Linked DNA regions of Mus musculus: region 2 is linked to region 1. Evidence: chromatin contacts called from public Hi-C data. All regions are on one chromosome and are shown on one strand. The core of a region is the stretch at or near the end of the contact, and the rest is flanking DNA. Distances in the headings are between cores, read along the strand shown. Region 1 holds the start of BC048403 (cDNA sequence BC048403). Region 2 overlaps Srgap1 (SLIT-ROBO Rho GTPase activating protein 1).

Evidence for each region. Hi-C and Micro-C count contacts between places; a contact is called where the count stands out from the background.
Region 2: a Hi-C map of the N1E-115 cell line shows a contact between it and region 1, with 3 times the contacts expected there. The contact joins the enhancer-like site here to the promoter of BC048403 in region 1. A contact is called at or near these places in 4 of 39 promoter capture datasets (the 3T3-L1 cell line, 3T3-L1-derived adipocytes and hippocampal neurons), 2 of 484 Hi-C or Micro-C datasets (the N1E-115 cell line and nephron progenitors) and 1 of 115 datasets of contacts at active chromatin or transcription factors (the NIH/3T3 cell line).

Annotation. Positions count from the first base shown.
Region 1 is chr10:121,737,739-121,742,570 of GRCm38.p6, reverse strand. BC048403 (cDNA sequence BC048403) reads right to left here and starts at 2,641. Exons shown (of 3, transcript NM_173022.3): 1 at 2,361-2,641. The coding sequence starts at 2,595.
Region 2 is chr10:121,914,265-121,918,714 of GRCm38.p6, reverse strand. The region is part of intron 3 of Srgap1 (SLIT-ROBO Rho GTPase activating protein 1); the gene reads left to right. Among named protein-coding and RNA genes, the nearest start is that of Gm51787, 62 kb to the left of the region's middle. Within about 2 kb of position 3,199, at least 15 of the 459 cell types and tissues checked have an H3K27ac peak or open chromatin away from gene starts, as enhancers often do. A contact at or near this core is called in the N1E-115 cell line, where this site is marked.

The sequences.
Region 1 (4,832 bases), core at 1,392-3,891:
TTCTTTTGAGACAAGGTCTCACTTTGTAACCCAGGCTGACCTTTAACCCCCATCCACCTGCTCCTGTGCGCAGCACCACTACAACAGTGCAGACTCACTTGACATGTGCTGAGCCGGTAGATGTTAATTAAGTGTTCTGACCACAGAGAGTGAGGGGGTGGAGGCCATGGACTCCCTTGCTCATGGTGTTCTTTTCATAACGCACAGTAAAACATCAACTTGGATATGCCAAGTACATACAATTTTTATTTGTCCATTATACTTTCAAAAAATTGTAAAGACTTCTCAGACCACGTTCCCTTTTGTTTTGTCTTTTGAGACAGGGTCTCACCATGCAACCCCAGCTGGCTTGGAACTTGCTCTATGGCCTCAAACTCACACCTGCCTCTAGCTCCTGAGTGGGCAGACTGAGGACAAGGACCACCATGCCCAAGCAAGGCTTCAAAAGATGTTAAAAATATGTATAATTGTTTCATTTTTGCTTCACAAAGAAACTTGTATGGATTCCAAAATACATGGTTACTGCTTTAAATCATAATTTTTCCCATTCTCTGATAATCATAATATCATGCATGCACCACTATTCAAAGACAAAACTTATACTGACTATTTACCTGAGCATTTAAGTTACAAAGGACTTAAGCATGTCATTTTTAGAACACTTACTCAGAAGGGAGGTCAGCCCTGGAGCCCCCAGTCATGTTTCACGGTATGACCTGAGAGATAGGCTCCCCTACAAGACAGCTGAGGTTCAAGCAGAACTCAGCACTTTATACAATAAGGACCACTTCACAGAAGCCAAGCCAGAGACAGGAAAGGACGTGTACAGGTTCGTAGACGTGGTGGCCAGTTCTTTTTACACAAAATCCTGGTGCATACAATTCAAACTTAGTGCAGACTTAGTTAGTTAGTTAGTTACTGGGATCCACATATGGACTTTAGGAAACCCAGTTGCTCTTTCTCATTCTATATATCTGGTACATACATACATACATACATATGGGGAGGATAATCCTATGGATGGGCTCAAACAACAATAAAGTTAAGAATCATGGTACCTGGGTCAATCATTGTTTTTATAGGGAGGAAGCCTAAAACATCTCAAACTGCCAGAATATTATCCACCTTCGATATTACTGCTAGAATGTATCATATATATGATATATATCAAATGCATACATGAATAGTCATCATATAAATAATATTTGTACATGCTTTGAATAAAGGATATATATACATATATATGTATATATATATATATACACACACACACACACACACACACACACACTCAATCTGGTTATTCAAGGCAGGTGTGTTCAGGTTTGAGACCCACCACCTCCCATAAAATGCATACCCAACTCACTACACTGTAGAAAACAGGACAGTAACCCTGTAATAGCAATTGCACCTTTGGGCCCATTAGAGAAAAACAGAGTAAAATCTCTGGCCACTTTTTACCAATAACTAAGTAACAATCATTTGAAAAGCTACAGGCCTTATCATCTCAGAAAGTCCTTTGCCCAGAGTGTTTACCAAACGTTCAGTATTCAGCGAGCTACCTGGCAATAGAAGGGGATCAACTCTATATGTAACGTACACTCTCACTCTCTTTGATGCCAGAGATGTGTATCCTTCACTCACGAAAGGCCCTCCAACTTGTAATAACTAAAGGGTCAAGAAGAAACCTAAGTATTACAACTGCCTATTCCAATTTTTTGGTAGTCAGCTATCATTTGTCATTATTATTAAAGGTAATACTTTGAATGCACAGCCCTTGGCTTTTATGAAGCCGACTGTTTCTTGTAGTGGTAGTCCTGCATCTTATTTTGAGGGTTAAAATTTACATGAGGACTAGCAGTGTTCACTATCCTGTCCCTTAACGCTTCTCCAGTTAAGGTTTTGCATAATTCCTGCCCTTCCTGGCCAGGATCTGAAGAGGGGACAGGACGCCCCTCTGTATAAGAGGCCAGACAAAATAGCATTTATTAACACACCTAGCTTCCATCGCCTGCTTTTGCTCCTCAGACCGCAGTGAGGTCTAACTAGTGAGTTAGAACGGGGACACAGAACTTGGTTAACTTGTCATTTATGAAACCAGTCCATGCACGGTGCAAAACCGTAAACCCACGGGGTTTGGAGCATGCCCAGGGAAGAGCATCCTCCCAGTCCACCTAGGCAGCGATGGCACAGGCCGGTGGGCGGAGCTTGCGGCACACTAGGGAAGAAGGGGCACCGGTGGGAGGAGACCTGGGCAGAGTGGAGCCTGCCGCTGGGAGTGACGAGGCACCCAAGCCAAGCAGACCAGGCAGCGCACCCCCTTTCCTTCCTCCTCAGGGGCAGGGGCGGGGCGGAGGTACCTAGTTTCTGCCCCAGGTAGGTGAGGCTGTGATAGACCTTCTCAGCCGCGGCCAGGTGCGCCAAGGCCGCCAGCAGCGACAGCCAGCTGCCCCCCGCGCTCTTGTTGGCCTCTCGTTCCTTCTCCACATTGTCCTTGGCCTTGTCGTAAGAGAAGATACCCAGGTGAGAGAAGAACGTCTCCAGCACCGCCTGTTCCACCGGCACCGGGGCGGCTAGCGGGATAGACTCCCCCATGCGACCTGCGCGCCAGCTCCACCCACGTGGCTCCGCTCGCACTTCCGGGTTCTGAGGGGGACGCGCGTGCGCAGCTGCGTGCGTGCGCGTGCCCGCGGCGGGGCGGGCGAGCCGGCTGGCGGCGGGATGCTCCCGGGGCTCGCAGAGGGCGTGGCGGAGGTGAAAGGTGGAGGTGGCTACCAAGCCTAGGAACCTGAGCTTCCAGAGCCAGAGACCTGCAGCGGAGCCACCTCCAGCCCCGGGACGTCTCCTGCCCTCCGGAGGCCCCTGGAGGCCAGCGCCTTAGCGCGGATGACGTCACACGGGCTTGACGTCAGCTCTTGCGTGTCCATCAGAGCCAGAAGCCTTATCAGCCCTTACACCACCAAGGTTGTCAGATGGAAGCCAGACAGGAGTTCATAGCTAGTCGCCTAGTTTTCAAACCGACACACGCCATCAGTTAACATACCTGGCTAAGTCAGATCTGCATGAGTCGGTCAGCTTCCAGAGCTACAACTCTCTTCAGAGTTGCCCATCCATCTCCAACTCCATGAAGCTTCCTTGCGGGGGTTCTCAGAGTCAGGAATGACTTCCCATGAAATCGGTGCATTTTGTCATGCAGTTTCTTCACACGTTCATACGACATTTAAGAACACTAAACCATCTCAGCTCACAAGTGTGCTTTGAAATATTTCACGTATAAATTGTACGAATTAGAGAGTTTCACTGGGACATTTCCACGCATGAATATATCATGCTTTGACCATGTCCATCTCTCCTTCTCTCTCTTACACTCCTCTCTTCATCTTCCTTTGGCTTTCTTCCCAGTCCCTAAAAGTCCTTCTTCTCACATAATGCAAACCTAGGAAAAATAGTCACAGGGTATGCCAGACAAAGGGCTAATGTTTTAAGTTTTAATGGGCCAAGATCTCTTTCTAACCAGTAAAAACGAGAGGTTATGGACCTGTTGAGATGACTGTGTAGGGGCACTCGCTGCCCTGCCTGAGGCTCTGAGTCAGATGCTAGAAACCTACATGAGGAGTGCTGAGTCCTGCACGTTATCCCCTGACTTCCACATGAGCACGCAGGTATACTCACACAAAAACACGTGTTTGAAAGGCTATGTACATACTAGTCTCAAGAGAAATATGAAATGCAATTTTTATACCCAATTGAACCATTCAAAAGAATGCAGGCTAACTACTATACTCCTTATGAAGTGAAACTTCTTTCTGCTGAAGGGTCTGTGTAGAGAGAGTTGGTCTTGAATAGTCCGAGGCCTCTGCCTACTGTGTGTCAATGATACCCAGACCCAAAATAAGTTTCAAATATTGTTATGTGGGCTGGAGAGATGGCTCAGCAGTTAAGAGCACTGACTGTTCTTCTGGAGGTCCTGAGTTCAAATCCCGGCAACCACATGGTGGCTCACAACCATCTGTAATGAGATCAGACGCCCTCTTCTGGTGTGTGTGAAGACAGCTACAGTGTACTTACATATAATAAATAAATAAATCTTTGGGCCAGAGTGAGTGGGGCTGGAACAAGCAGGAATGTGTGTGTGTGTGTGTGTGTGTGTGTGTGTGTGTGTGTGTGTGTGTTGTAGGGGCATGTGTTCACATGAGTGTGTGCCTGTGTGTTTGAGTGCACATACTCAGTATGTGCTTTCATGTAGAGACCGGATATTATTGTTTCAGGTGTCTTTCTTAATTTTCCCCTCCCTTTTTCTTTAACACGGGTCACTCGTTGAGCCTAGAGCCCACAGATTGTTTAGGTTAGCTAGCCTATGAGCTCGAGGGATCCAACAGTCTTGACCCACCCACAGCCCAGGTTACAAACATTTGTCTCAAGCCCAGCTTTTATGGAGGATCTGATTTTAGGTCCTTGCACAGCAGTCACTTATGGACCGACCCACCTCCCAACCCTGCCCCCACAGCCCCCAAACAAAATTTCAAGGGCTGCTATATATAGTGTGAAGGTACTCTTATTATGCACTGCAGTCATGACTATAACTTGGCTTGACATGTCTAGATTACAGATAGCAGGGCCTGTTAGTATTGCAGGTGTACACTGACTACAGTATTGACTGTAGACACCACCGAGTCCATTAGATCAGAGGAGCAGAGCATCACTCGTCTATTGAGTGAAAGTTTCTACCCTTTATCCACATGACCATTTCTCCCAACCTCCGACCACTTGCAAGTCCCATTCTACTGTTTCTTAAAGTCCATCTGTTTTAGATTCTACATGTAACCAAGACG
Region 2 (4,450 bases), core at 1,950-4,449, 180 kb before region 1:
TTGAAAATGCATTACATAATGGTTTAAAAATCCAGCTGAAGTCAGCACTGTTGAAAGCTTTCTCCATATGGTGCGCTGCTTTGGTACCAATGCCCAGACATCAGTAGTGGAACCAATAATTAATTACCTTGAGAATAGTTGCCTAGAAACATCTGAGAAGTTGTTGAGGTTTCTCAAGGATACTTTTCTTCTGTCTGGGACTCTTTGACTTTTAGATCCTGTACATGAGTGTATATACTGGGTAAAGGAGATGCCCAGAGTAATAATTACTTTAGAAACTAAAACCTTAAGGGAAACAATGTGGTCCAGGTCATAACAATGTTTAGTGTCTAATGAGATGGGGAGAGCAATATCTGCAGGAGACAGTTTGTCCCCTAGTATTGTCCATACAGGAGACACTTTGTCCCCGAGTACTGTCTGTGAATGGAGAACTGGCTGATTCTGCAGGGCCTGTTGAAATGTGCACTTTGAATTTTTATTATTAGAGTGAGGAATGAAATGAGATCTTCTGACTGAGAAAGCAGTTGGATAGAGGCTTCAGCTGCCTTTCCTCCTGAGTAGTGTGAAAAGACGAAGGAGAGGCAGGAATACAGAAACTAGAATGATCCTTCTGAATTCAGGTATCTCCTATTATTCTCTCTCCAAACCTTTCAGAGACTCCTGCCTCACCCAGAGGAAGGTCTAGACCCCTAGTTCTGATGACAGATAAATAGATAGATGATTGATTGATAGATGGATATACATGATAGATAGATTATAGATAATAGATAAATGATGGATAGATGATTGATAGATAGATGGATAGATAGATTTATAGATAGATGATAGATAAAAGATAGATAGATAGATAGATAGATAGATAGATAGACAGACAGACAGAGAGACAGACTGAGTCCCTTTCTGATATGTTTCACATTTACTTGTTTGTGTCTCTGCTTCATTTGCAAGGACTTTTGCATTGTTCACAGTAATTGGTGGTACATGCGACATGCCCAACAGATATTTCTTGAGTGATTACAGTAATGGATATAAACTTAACATCTGTATTAGAAACAATCAATCAATGTCATCCACACAACGTGAAACTCAGGGTGTGGTTAGCACCATGGAGGATTTTCAGGGCCACATTTAAACAACACCTTGGTGTGCTGGGAAATCGTACCCCTTCAGAGACCAGGGTCAGCTCAAAGATTGATTGCCTTTGTCACTGAAACAGGTAGTGGTCTCTTCCATGGACCACTGGCTGTGGCAAAGCACAGCAGAAAGTACGGATAGTTATCGTCCAGAAATTTGCCTGTAAAGAGGAAGAGAAAGGATGAAGGCACGTTGGTATTTAAAGAAGAGTATGGGACCAGGAAAGGTTTTGTGTGCATGTGTGAGTTTCTTGCTTTGGTCTTTCTGTCTGTCTTCTTAAACTCGACAAAGTAGCCAAGAGAAGGTACCATAGGAAAAAGGAAAAGCAGGCTGAGGAGAGAGCTCGGTTAATAAGACACGTGCTATGCAAGCATGACTATTTGAATTTGACTCTCCTACAACCCATGTAAAAATGTTGGGTGCCATGCCTGTTCAGTGTTGGAGACGTGGAAACACATGTAACCCTGGGACCCACTGACGAGCCAGCCTAGCCTTCTTCAAATCTATGAGAAATTCTGTCTCGGAAAACAAGGTGGTTGGCTCCTGAGGTTGAGCCCTGACCTTCACAAGAACCTGAATACACACGCGCGCACACACATACACACACACACACACACACACACACACACACATACACACACACACACACACACACACACACACACACACACACACACGGTGTTGGGAAGAAGAGACACACTCCAAAGGCTGGGCTGGGAGAAAACAAATATAACTCTATCAGATAAGGACCCAAAGGACAGACAGGATGATTGGCCTTCAGCAGGGTAGTCTTAGCAGAGCAGATGTCACAGTTGTCATGGCTGCAGACAGTCCCCTTGGTAGGAGGAGAACAGGATGCTATGGGATTCTCAGTTCCAGGTTCTCTGTGCCCGTGGAAGTGATCCCACGTGCTGGGATGTCTGTTGAGATCAAAGAATTTGCAGAAAGAAGAGAAGATTCTATAAACCACACCCTGGGGAAACTGAATTAAAAATATAATTCGATCTGGGAACAGAAGGAGTGTGCATTTCATAATGTTATCTTAGCGGTACTCTTAGTGGTGGCTGAGTCCTACAAGTGTGTTAATATATCCTTATTGCCAAAAAGAAAGAGCACAGACTGGGTCTGGGGTATGACCTGAAATGTCAAAAGGTGACGGAGGAAGGACTGCCGGAGACAGCTGGAGGAAAGCGACAACCCTACCATTTTCTCTGCAGTGAAGATGTTACTGGAAAGAGCACTGAAGTACCCATGTTAAATGAATACCATGCTTTCTCAGCCACACTTGGCCATGATACACTGTACGCAGAACTGGCCCCAGTGATGTTCTGCCTATGTCTGCTGTCAGCAGCCTTACACACACACACACACACACACACACACACCCTGCTCCCCATCCTGGCTTTAGGCGGTGGCGCTTGGGATGGTGGGGAATATGAATCAATCAGATTGTTGAAAGCGCTGAAGTTCACCCTCTCAGGATACGGCTGGAACCAAGTCCTAGTTAACCATCTGGGTGAATGAGACCACATGAAAGGAGACAGACATGCTAAGTGACAGCTAGCCAGCTACTAGACATATGAATTAGAGCATCTTACATCATCCAACTTCCAGCGGACCACAGACGCAAGGGAGAACACTGCCCCACCAGCCCGGAGCAGAGCAATTCCCCAGTTGACTCAAAGCCCCCTGAGCTAAGTGAAATGCAGTCTTGTCCCGCTGAGCTTTGAGGCCCTTGTTACACGGCAAAAGCTTAAATGATACACCAGGTAAATACCCGTGCTCGCCAACAGGAAAAGATGAAATCAAAAGGTAAATACAGGCTCCCGGGGAACGGAGTCAGCACAGTCCACCGTGTCTCTCCCACTAAGTGCGTCCATAAAACCTAAACACAGTGCCTACGGCGGCAGTCTCAAGACTAAGTAGTAGGAGGCAGATGAAAGGCCAGACTTGAGAGATCTGCCAGATCGGCAGTGTTTCCCATATTTTTCCCTTCAGAATCTTCCAGCCTAGATGCCTGACAGCAAGGAGCCTGTAAGCAGGCACCAGACACCAACACAGACCTGTAAATGACGCTTCTACTATGAACCAGAAACAGAGCGGAGACAGGAATGTGTAGCTCCAGTGGCTGCTATTCCCACTTTCTTTGTGGCTCCGTACTCCTGAGTAACAGACTTTGTGCAACGGGTACCGCAACCCCATAAACGTCTTTATGGAGAGAGAAACTACCCTCCCTGGTCGATCAGCTGTTATCCATGCTTAGCAAACACCAGTTTTGGTCTTGGACATTCAGCGTGAGTGGAAGAAATAGATGAAACAGGCTAGGCTAGGCTCCTGACTCTAACTATCAGACTAGAAGGGGGAGGCTAGAAAGCCAAACAGTAATAGAGGTTGCATAAACAGATCTCCTGAATTTCCCCATCCAATGTTTAAAATGTCAGCATTTCTGAAAGAGGAAAAGCGTGATACCGTAATAAATATTTGAGGATAATTGCAAGAAAATATCCCAAATTCAGCAAATGACAAGTTTAGCAACTCTAAATGTTCAAGTTTACTGATTGTAGTCTAGATAAGCCCAAAGAAACCCAAATCCAAGTACAGATAAACTGAAAGTTACAGACAAGAAAAACCGCTGGAAGCAGCCACAAACACAATCACAACACAAACACAATCCTCGCTTTTTGAGGCATACCAGCTCACCCTGTGGGGTACTCTGTCCAACTGTGGGGTGCTCCTTTCTCTCAGAGTCAGCAGCGCCTCCCAGCAGTGACACCCCAAGATGCAGACAATGCCAGATGTTTTCTTAGGCAAAATTGGCCACAGTTGAGAAATAATGATTTAAATTGGGTCTTCAATCCTGCAGAACAGGTATTTTTACTTTAAGGAATTGTTCTGGTTTAGTTTGATGATTTATAATCGTTGAGTTTATAAACTTAAAATAACAAACATGAGACAGTTTTTAAAAATTGCTTTTCATTTAAAGAAGCAAATTTTTAAAGTACTTTTTAGTACCAAATTTGTTTAGGTTTTGTTATTTACAAAAGATCACACCTAATCTAGTTTGGTTGGTTGGTTTTTGGTGTTTGGTTTGGTTTGATTTGATTTGGTTTGGTTTTTTGAGACAGGGTTTCTCTGTGTGGCCCTGCCTATCCTGAAACTCACTCTGTAAACCAGACTGGCCTTAGACTCACAGAGATCGACCTGCCTCTGACTCCCAAGTGCTGGGATTAAAGGCTTGCACTAACGCTGCCTAGATCAAGTTCATTTTTTAAAAGTCATAGATGGGCCAGGAAGATGGTTTAGTGGATCAGACACC